Regions from separate parts of the Mus musculus genome. Here region 1 is linked to region 2. A link is a contact called in public promoter capture Hi-C data. All regions are on one chromosome and are shown on one strand. Each heading gives the region's core, a stretch centred on a gene start, on an enhancer-like site or on the middle of the called end of the contact. The rest is flanking DNA. Distances are from core to core; before and after follow the strand shown. Region 1 holds the start of Ciao2a (cytosolic iron-sulfur assembly component 2A). Region 2 holds the start of Snapc5 (small nuclear RNA activating complex, polypeptide 5).

What was found. Promoter capture Hi-C pulls out the DNA fragments that hold promoters and counts their contacts.
Region 1: a contact with region 2 is called in a promoter capture Hi-C map of neutrophils, with 3 times the contacts expected there. The contact joins the promoter of Ciao2a here to the promoter of Snapc5 in region 2. A contact is called at or near these places in 3 of 39 promoter capture datasets (liver, neutrophils and pre-B cells).

Annotation. Positions count from the first base shown.
Region 1 is chr9:66,124,656-66,129,503 of GRCm38.p6, reverse strand. It overlaps Ciao2a (cytosolic iron-sulfur assembly component 2A), which reads right to left and starts at 2,893. Exons shown (of 5, transcript NM_026635.3): 1 at 2,534-2,893. The coding sequence starts at 2,657. It overlaps Snx1 (sorting nexin 1), which reads left to right and starts at 4,618. Exons shown (of 15, transcript NM_019727.2): 1 at 4,618-4,848. The coding sequence starts at 4,739.
Region 2 is chr9:64,176,490-64,181,197 of GRCm38.p6, reverse strand. Snapc5 (small nuclear RNA activating complex, polypeptide 5) reads right to left here and starts at 1,901. Exons shown (of 3, transcript NM_183316.2): 1 at 1,778-1,901; 2 at 610-699. The coding sequence starts at 1,867. It overlaps Rpl4 (ribosomal protein L4), which reads right to left. Exons shown (of 10, transcript NM_024212.4): 6 at 4,128-4,257; 7 at 3,721-3,877; 8 at 3,394-3,477; 9 at 3,181-3,301; 10 at 2,636-2,975. The coding sequence ends at 2,754. Gm23136 (a small nucleolar RNA gene) reads right to left here and starts at 4,537; the gene lies at 4,439-4,537. LOC115487261 (a small nucleolar RNA gene) reads right to left here and starts at 4,075; the gene lies at 4,005-4,075.

The sequences.
Region 1 (4,848 bases), core at 1,644-4,143, 1.9 Mb before region 2:
TCAGGAGCCTGGGGTCTGTTCTACTACTCATACCTTACCCAGAGACCTAAAAAGCAGCCAGGAAAATAAATCCATCAAACTTTCCTTCCCTAGACTGTCTTCTGGCCTTACCAATAAAATAGGACATTTGAAAATGCAGATAGGAGCTGGGCATGGTGGCGCACGCCTTTAATCCTAGCACTCGAGAGGCAGAGGCAGGCAGATTTCTGAGTTCAAGGCCAGCCTGGTCTACAGAGTGAGTTCCAGGACAGCCAGGGCTACAAAGAGAAACACTGTCTCGAAAAACCAAAAAACTCTGTCTCAAAAAACTAAAAAAAAAGAAAAGAAAAAGAAAATGCAGATAGGAAAGAGGATAAACTTCCCCTTCATGTAGCAGGTTATTACCGGATTGGAAAAGCAGGGTTTCCCCCCTCCTCTCCTCGGCTTCTCCTTCTAAGCTTCATTTGTAAAAGCTGTATTATAGTCTTTGAACACTACTAAATCCTGAAATTAAACCTCACCTCTTACCCCTTACTGAACACCTCTAGCTTTCTAGTGATTTGAGAAGTTTGATTTTTTTAAAAAGATATCAAGCTTGTTCTCACATTACTCTCCTAATTTCCTCTCACCCACAACTAAGTTTTTGTTGCTCTGTATTGACATGAAGGTCTGCTCTTCCAGAGGACTTAAAATCAGTTCTCAGCACCCACAACTGGCAATACACAACCTCCTGTAACTCCAGCTTCAGGGAGACCCAACACTTCTGGCCTCCATGGACACACACAGACTTAAAATTAAAAACAAACAAACAAACAAACCTCTTTTTTAATACTTAAAAAGATGATTCATTTATATTTAAAAGTTTCAATGGGTGGTGGTGGTGGTTGCGAGATGATTCAGTGGGAAAAGGGGCCTGCCACCAAATAAGCCTAACCTCCTGGGTTTCCATCCCCAGGAGCCACTTGCTGGAAGGAGAAATCTAACGCCAGCAAGTTGTCCTCTGACTTCCATATTTGCACTATGACTTGCATGTGTATGTGCAAACATGCACAAAGTAACTAAATGTAATAAAAGTGATTTGAAACTTCAGTATTCAATTCCAGTCTACAGTCTAAAGAAACAGCCTACCACACCTCCACCTGCAGTCACCATCAGGTGCCTCCTTCTGGATAGCCAATTCTGTCTTCTCATCTCCATATTTTACTCTAGTTTCTTCAGCGTATGCGACCTCTGACATATCCAAACTACTCTTCAAGACCTACCCAAGTAACTGTCTAACATCATCACAGATGTTTCTAGTCAATTTCTCTTTCCTCTGCGTCTCCATACCTCCTACTTAAGCTCATGACCTCTGACTGCATTTTGTATTTTTGCATAAGTGGGTGTCATTCAATGCAAACTTGAGGACTAGAATCATCTCTCTTGAAGAGTTGTATTTCTGGTCCCCGGAAGTTTCCAGACGCTATATGCAGAGGTATGGTAGGATGGGAATGTTTTGTGGAGATAGTACAGTAGCAATTATCTTCTGCCTGGGGTTAAGTCAGCCTTGCCTCTCTACCAAGAGATAAGGGAACCTGATTAGCTCCCGGGCCATTCCATCTTTGGAATCCTTCTTCCTGGCCTATAATTCCACCTAAACTGTATCTGTAGGAGCATCTCTCTTAGTGCTACATCTTGGCCTTTTTGTTTTCAAAAAAATAGGGCTAGTGGTGGAACACACCTAATTTGTATGAGACTCTGGATTTTCTCCCCAATCCTGATAAATAATACTACAAATGGTCAACGGAGGGAAGAGAGGGGCTGGGGAGGTAGGGTCAAGAGTGGAGAAGGAAAGAGGGAGGGAGGGAGGTGGGGGAGGAGAGAGAGAGAGAGAGAGAGAGAGAGAAACACGAACAAGCATTACATTTTCAATCACAAGTTTGGTTTTTTCTGTTTCTTACTGACAATATGACCCTCTGGGTACTTGTTAAACAACCCACTCCCCATCTGTACAATGAAGACAGTCCCTCAAAGTGGAGAGTCTCTGAGTGAATACACGAACACACTTAACTGTGTAAGAAAATTGTAAATTTAAAGCCTCTCGCTGAGATATCTATCCCTACCTCTTCACTTCCTATTGATTCTGTCACACAAGAGAGTTGCTATGACCTTGGGCCAGTCCCCAACTCGGCCATTACCAAACAGTGACCTCAGTTATGGCGGGAGGAACGCAAGTCCAGGAACTAAAGAAGGAAAGACTCTTGAGTAGTGAAATCTTCGGCATGCTTTGCTTCTTGATCACTGTAGGCTCATTCTGCCCACATCCCTTGACACTGTCCCTAGAGCTGTAGGCAGTCCAGGGTAACAAAGCGTTTATGAGTTCCTGGCTCAATTTCGCTCCAGGTTTAGAAATAGCCCGACATTGCTGTGTGACTTAGGACCCGGAAGAACATGCTTCCCTCTAAGTCTGGTAAAAACCCCAAGGGTCCACTCCAGCCCAAGGGTGAGGCCCTCCTCCACCCCCTCTCCAATGCCGCCTCTCAAACACCGTCAAATAGTGCCCTGGGTAAATTACCATAAACTTCTAGCGCTTTCTCTTCCATGATCCGGGGCTGCCAGGCAGCTCCGTGCTCAGAAAAGCCTGAGAGCCATAGGACCCTGCTCAGCGTCCAGGAAAGCAGCCCAGACACTCGCTCCATCCTCACGTTCCGCCATCCCTGGCGACTGTCCCAACCGAGCCACCGTCTTTCCGCAGCCGACCTCGAGAGAGAACTTCCTGGTCTTCAAATAAACCAAGACATGTGTAAAGGTTTAGGGGAGCAGAGAATAGGCGGGACTCAAAACTGCAACGCGAAGGACCTAGGGAAATTAGCTGTAAAGACTACATGTCCCAAGATGCTCTGCTCGATTTAGAAGGCACAGAAAAATCCTTACGGCCCGTTAGGCGCATTGCATGCTGGGATGTCTAAGGGGCGTTAGCGGAGCGGCGGCGAAATGTATATGGGGCTTGTAGTCTTAGCCAGAGGATCGTGTAACGGACTGTTATACGTCACCAAATGCCCCACTCAGTTCCTAGGAAGAACTAAAGATGAATCCTAAAGAGGTAGGGGAAAGGAGATCAAGGTTACTACTACTGGAAGATATTCTAGAACGGAGACTCTACAGCTATTTCTCAGAGGAAGCCACTTCCAAACAAATTTTTCTTACTTTCTGACCAGGCCGGAAGTGGATTTCCTTTGCGGTGAAAGGGGTTATTTTGGAAGACCAATGTTGATAGGCATGCCTACGGACAGGGAAGGCTTAGTTTTCTTATCTCCTAGAAACTTAGTTTAGTGCAGCTTCTCTCCATGGGGAGGATTTCTATCGACCACCACCCAAATTACAGCGAGAGAACTTTATCTGTGTTCACTATGTAGTAATGATAACGGAGATGAACATCCTAAAAAAGCATTTCTTAACCTTTTTTTTGTGTGTTCATGGCTGTGATGGGTGCCAGTTACAGAGTTGATTGTGTTTCCACCTCAAATATTTATTAGACACTTAATTTGCCATACACAATGTGTATGCAGGAATAAAAGTTACAAACTAAGACACTCTCCTGACCTTCAGGCAGTTTACTTTATCTGTAAGGGAATCCACCCCTAATGTTGAGTTTGCAGTTGTAAACAGCCAACTTTGCTAGGCCTGGTGGCTCATGCCTGTAATTCCAGCACTTGGGAGGCCGAGGGAGGAGCATTGAGTTTGAGGCCAGCTTTGGACACAGAATTTCAGGCCTGCCTAAGGTGGTTTCAACCAGAAAAGCAAACCACCTCTGTTGGTGTTAGTGGCAGGTTTCAGCTCCTTGAAAGGATCATCTTGCAAATTAGTCCGTGATAACATAACCTATGTTATCTTTAAACTCTAGTTGACTTCGACTCACCAACCTGTGATTAAGTTCCGGGAACTTTTTTTTTTTTCGAGGCAGGGTTTCTCTGTATAGCCCTGGCTGTCCTGGAACTCACTCTGTAGACCAGCCTGGCCTTGAACTCAGAAATCCACCTGCTTCTGCCGCCCGAGGGCTGGGATTAAAGGCGTGTCACCACGCCCGGCTATAACCCAAAATTCTTAAGGACCGAATTTAATACACGGAAATCTCCCCTTTGTGTGAAGCCTGGCTTCTCAAAAAATCGATAACTTCTTTTTATTGTTGCACACTGTAACACTGAGTGTGTTTAAATTGTTGACTTACAAGACTGCCTCATTAAACTGTGAGCCAGGAGCTTTTGTGTTTGTATTTGAAACGCACAGTAAGGTGCCAAGCTCACAGTGAATGCTCTGTATATGTTAAATGAATTAATGTCCAAAAACTAAGTGGCAAAACTTCCTGCAGTCGTTTCAGCCCTCAATCAAAAATATTTATTGAATCTCTCAGAGAACACTGTGCTTGGCATGAGCAGGTGGCATGCAGAGGTTTTCAAACATTGTTAGTCACAGACTTTATTCAAACAGAACCTTAGAAGCGTGACAGATAGAGCCATGCAGGGCACAAAGACCCGGAGGAACTCCTCAGCCTCTAGCTCCTCCTCTGCCTACTTGGCCCGCCCCAGTGCAGCCTTGCGGTTCAGTGCTTGGATTGGCTGAGCAGCAGCCCAGGCCCCGCCCTAGGTCCCTCCCCCAGGTTCCGCCCCGATGGTCCCTCTGGGTCCATAACGGCCCTCGCGCACCTCACACGGCTGGAGCGCTTTGCTCGCGGCACTGTCTATAAAGTTGTTGTTGCTGCTTCCGCCACGGGTGGAGGAAGATGGCGTCAGGAGGTGGTGGCTGTAGCGCTTCGGAGCGACTCCCTCCGCCCTTCCCTGGCATGGATCCGGAGTCGGAAGGGGCTGCCGGGGGGTCAGAACCCGAGGCTGG
Region 2 (4,708 bases), core at 652-3,151:
ATACGAGTGCACATGCCTGTAATCCCAGGAGGAGAGAAGAACATACGGTGGCTAGCCTGGGTACAAAAGACACTGCTTCAACAGAAGCCCCACCACAAACACACAACAACCACTGCTAGCTTGTTGGGGTTCCTTTGAGTAGCTGGAAAGGATGGAGTAATCTGAGACCTGGGTAGGCGAGGCATATTGGTGTACACTAGAAGAGTAGAGGCTGCCTAAACTTGACAAAGTATAAAAGATAAGCTATTGTCTGGATGATTAATATAGATTAGCTAATTACTGAACTACAAATTATGAGGGGCTGGAGATGCAGCTCACTGGTAGCGTACTTGCTATTGTCTGGATGATTAATATAGATTAGCTAATTACTGAACTACAAATTATGAGGGGCTGGAGATGCAGCTCACTGGTAGCGTACTTGCTTACCTTGTATGAAGTCCTAGGTTCAGTGTACAATAAATTCGCCCAGGCCCCCAAATATTTGAATGGTACTTCCCAGAGTCCTTTGGACTTGGTAATAATGTGCCATACAGCATTTGCCTGCCCAAAGAGCTCGGGCACAATGGGACTCTACACTCTCTCTGGAAGTCTGTACTTGACTAAACTTACATCACATAACTGTTCAGGTGCAGGCTGAGAAGACAGTGTCTCGGTCCTTCCTCGAGAATTTATCATGGATTGAAGGGCTAATTCTTCAACCTAGGAAAGAAAAGTCAAAGATATTTATTTCACTGAGTATTCTGCTGGGTTACTATAGTGAGTGAATTCCACTAGATGCCATATAGGTTGGCATCCCTGAACTGCTCTAGAAGGGGAGGGCAGCTTTACCTCCTCACCCCTTTCTTTCCCTATGAAGAGGTTCTTTGTAACACTGGCAGTCCTACAACTCAGTAGACCAAGCTGGCCTTGAATTTACAGATATCTACTTGCTTCTGCCTCCAAAGTGCTGGGATTAAAGGCAAGTGCCACTACACTAAGGTTAGAAATGTGGGAGGCAAGGGGATCATAAGTTTAAAACTAACCTGAGCTACACACTAGGTTCAAAGCATGCTTGGGTTACACAGGCGAGACCACTTCTCCCCTCCCTCACCCCAGGAGACAGCTGGTTCCACAGACACAGATGGATGTCCTATGATTGAGCTTGTCTACTCATTAATGAGAAAGTAAAGGCAGAATGTTAAAAAATGCACGTGTTTCCTGGTGCACCAGGGTAACTGCGTTTGGGAGGTCATCTTCAACACACGATCATGTACTTGTAAGAGGTTCTGTTGCAATAAGGGTGGGCAGTTTATAAATGCCCTGAGAAAAACTGCATATCGTTTTTTTACCACAAGTATACAAGTTCAGTTTATAAAGGGCTCCTCTAATCCTCATGTCACTTACATTTAAAGATCTTGCCCATGAGTGCTGACCAGGGATTACCATGATCATTTCACAGGGACCAAATTACCCCTATGTCTAGGACGTGATCAAAGCGCACCTAAATCTGCATCCGAGTCATTCTCTGTTCCCAGAAGAGTTACTGGGAACTCAAGCGGACAAGTTTCTTTCCCAGACTTCATTCGCGCCTCAAGCGGGTCTGAGATTCAGTACTAGCATGACAACACTAAAGCCCCCTCTAGTGCATATAAACAGCAGTAACCCGTGAGCCGGCGTGCTGGGTCGGGGTAGATGCGGGCTCAGGAGCTAAACCTGCTCAACACCTAGCGGCCTGGAGCTGTACCGCCGCGCTCCGTCGACGTCCCGAGGGGCTAGAGCTGGAAAGCTGTACGCTCACCTTGAGGCGGTTCAGTTGGTCGTGTAGAGCCGCCTTTAGACGCAGCAGGGTTTCCTCCTCCTTGCGGAGCTCCTGCAGTCGACTCAACATCCCCTTCCACTTCCTTAGGGCGCTGCCTTCTACTAGGCGCGCGGTGATGACGTCACCGCCGACTGCGGAGACCAGCGCCGGGCTGAGGGCTTACTTTCTCGTAGCTGTTTTCTGAAGGGCCAGTAGGGGCTTAGCTCCCACGATCTGAAAACAAAGTGGAATCCCAAAGAGCATGGAGATTCTTCAGTCCCTTGGTAATCCCTCACAGTAAATTGGCCCCACAGGCTTTAGGATAGCATTCATCTCAGCACCCTGTCACCTACTTTCCAAGTGACTTTAATCTCTGCAAAGGCTACTTATGCAGGCAGGAACCAAAATACCCAAAATACCTAAGCCTAGTAAGGACAGGAATGCTACTAACCTTTAGGAACTGCCTTGTCTCAGGGAGTGTTTTTACCCACGCTCATCATTATCTGCTAGCAGTTTTAACATCAAGGCAAGAGGAAACGATGATAATTCTAGGATGATCAGACTGATTCATACAAAGAACACTGCACCTCTACAGACACAGTGGCCATAGCTGTGGTGGTCCCGCCATTCCCTTTTACCATCATAGGCCCTCTAGTGGCTACCATAACTACACACTATTCATAGGACTTGGCCCCTAGCTATTTATCCCAAGTTCAGTTTATAAAGTAGACTACCATGTGGAACAAAGCAGCCTAGAGAATGAAATTTTATTTAAAAAATTTTGTTCTATAATTCTGATGACCTAAGTTTGACCATGAAGTCTCACATCTTGCCACTTGTTCTTCAAAAGGTTAATTTCAAGGGGCTTGGAAACATCCACAATTTAAGAGTCACACAAGGGTTTGTCACCACATGTTTGATTTATTGAAATATGCGGTCTCTACTTGCTCTCTGGAATTTAACAATTTTTAATAGTTTATGCAGCTGGCTTCTTTTCTTCTGTAGTAGGCTTCTTCTCTGCTGGTTTCTTGGCAACCACCTTTTTCCCTGCAGGCTTCTGCTTCTTGGCATCCACCTTCTTTCCTTTCTTGCCTACCGCTGGCTTCTTGTCTGCAGTCCCCTTCTCTGGAACAACCTTCTCGGATTTGGTTGCCAGTGCAGTAGCTGCTGCTTCCAGCTTTTTCACACGAAGTTTGTGCTGCAACAAAAACAAATAGAAAATTAAGAATCTTATCTTCAATGAGCGCATCGTGGTTCACATCTTTAACCCCAGTACCTGGGGAGGTAGAAACAAGTGTGTGTGGTTGGGGGGGGGGGGGGCGCCAGCGTCTTCATAGTAAGTTCCTGTCTTGGAAGGGGGCAATCTAATAAAAAAAAAAAATTGACACGCCAAACTGACTTACATTTCTGGCCTGGCGAAGAATGGTATTCCTGCGCATAGTCTTGGCGTAAGGGTTCAGCTTCAACATGATTCTCAGGTTCTTCAGTGGATTCTTCTTCAAGACTCTGCGATGAATCTTCTTGCTATCAAGAGGTAGCATTCATTAATCAACATGTATCCCTTTAATAGTCAAGGGGTCGTATCAAGTGTTAGACCTTAAGTTTTAAAACTCTACCGTGGTGCTCGGAGGGCTCTTTGGATTTCTGGGCTTTTCAAGATTCTGCTAAGGTCGGTGTTCATCATCTTGTGCATGGGCAGGCTGGGGGGAAGGAAGAGAGAAGTCCAAAGTCTCATTCTCTAACTGAACACAAAGCAGTACAAATTTTAATTTAAATGTTTCAACTCTCCAGATACAGAATAAACCTTTACATCTTCATTTAATAATCACAGGTGAGGCACATCCAAACAATGGAAAACGCAAACAAAATGTGAATGCAGAACTTATGGAGGATGTTAGTGCACACATTAGTCATTGACGTGTAATAAATAAGGGAAAACTCACTTATAGTTACTCTTGAGGGAAGCAGCCTTCCGCCAAGTGCCATACAGCTCATCCAACTTCCGGAAAGCACTCTCCGTCCAGATGCAGAAACGGCCCACATGCCCACCAGGAGCCAGTTTCAAAATGTTCAGCTTGCTTACATTAAGCAGAGTAATACCTTTAAGAGGAAGCAGAATCAGGAAGCCTGCATGCCCAACAGGAGAAATACAACTTCTATGGCTCCTCAAGCTACCTAGGGCACTTAGAAGCTCAAGCCATCATGGCTGGCGTAGCTCACTCACGTAGGACTCAGAACTTCCACAATATCATGTTATTTCAGAAACACGGACCATGAAGTGGAATTTCATCATAACCAAGCTAAGTGAGCCTGCACAGAATAGGCAGTTAAACCACGTGCAAGGATTTACCAGGGATGTTGCGGAAGGCCTTGATGATACCATTATCTTCATTATAGATGATGCAGGGCCCCCTGCGCTGGATCCGCCGTCGGTTTCTCATTTTGCCCTTGCCAGCTCTCATTCTCTGAGAGGCATAGACCTATAAAGTAAGTAGCTTTAGTATTCTGATCAAGACTTCCCACATCCTCAATCTTAGCAAAACGAAAAACTGTCTCAGCAGGCAAAGCAACTTTCAGCAGCCACACCTGACACTTTTATCCATGAAATTCACAACTTTCTGTTACCATTTCAAGTCTCAAATCTCAGTTAAAGTTTTGAGCTGCTCAGCAATAATTTTCGTCAACCTTCTGATTCAGCTTACTGACAGCAGGCAACTGTCACTGAAAACAGAGTAAGACGCAAATTACAACATCATTGCAAGCCCAAAAGCCCTTTCTGTACCCCCCCCAAAAGACAGCAAGACTTCTCTCCAATGTATTTACAGCCAGGCAGTGGTGGCACACACCTTTAATCCCAGAACTCAGGAGGCAGAGGCAGGCAGATTTCTTGAGTTTGAGGCCAGCCTGGTCTACAGAGTGAGTTCCAGGACA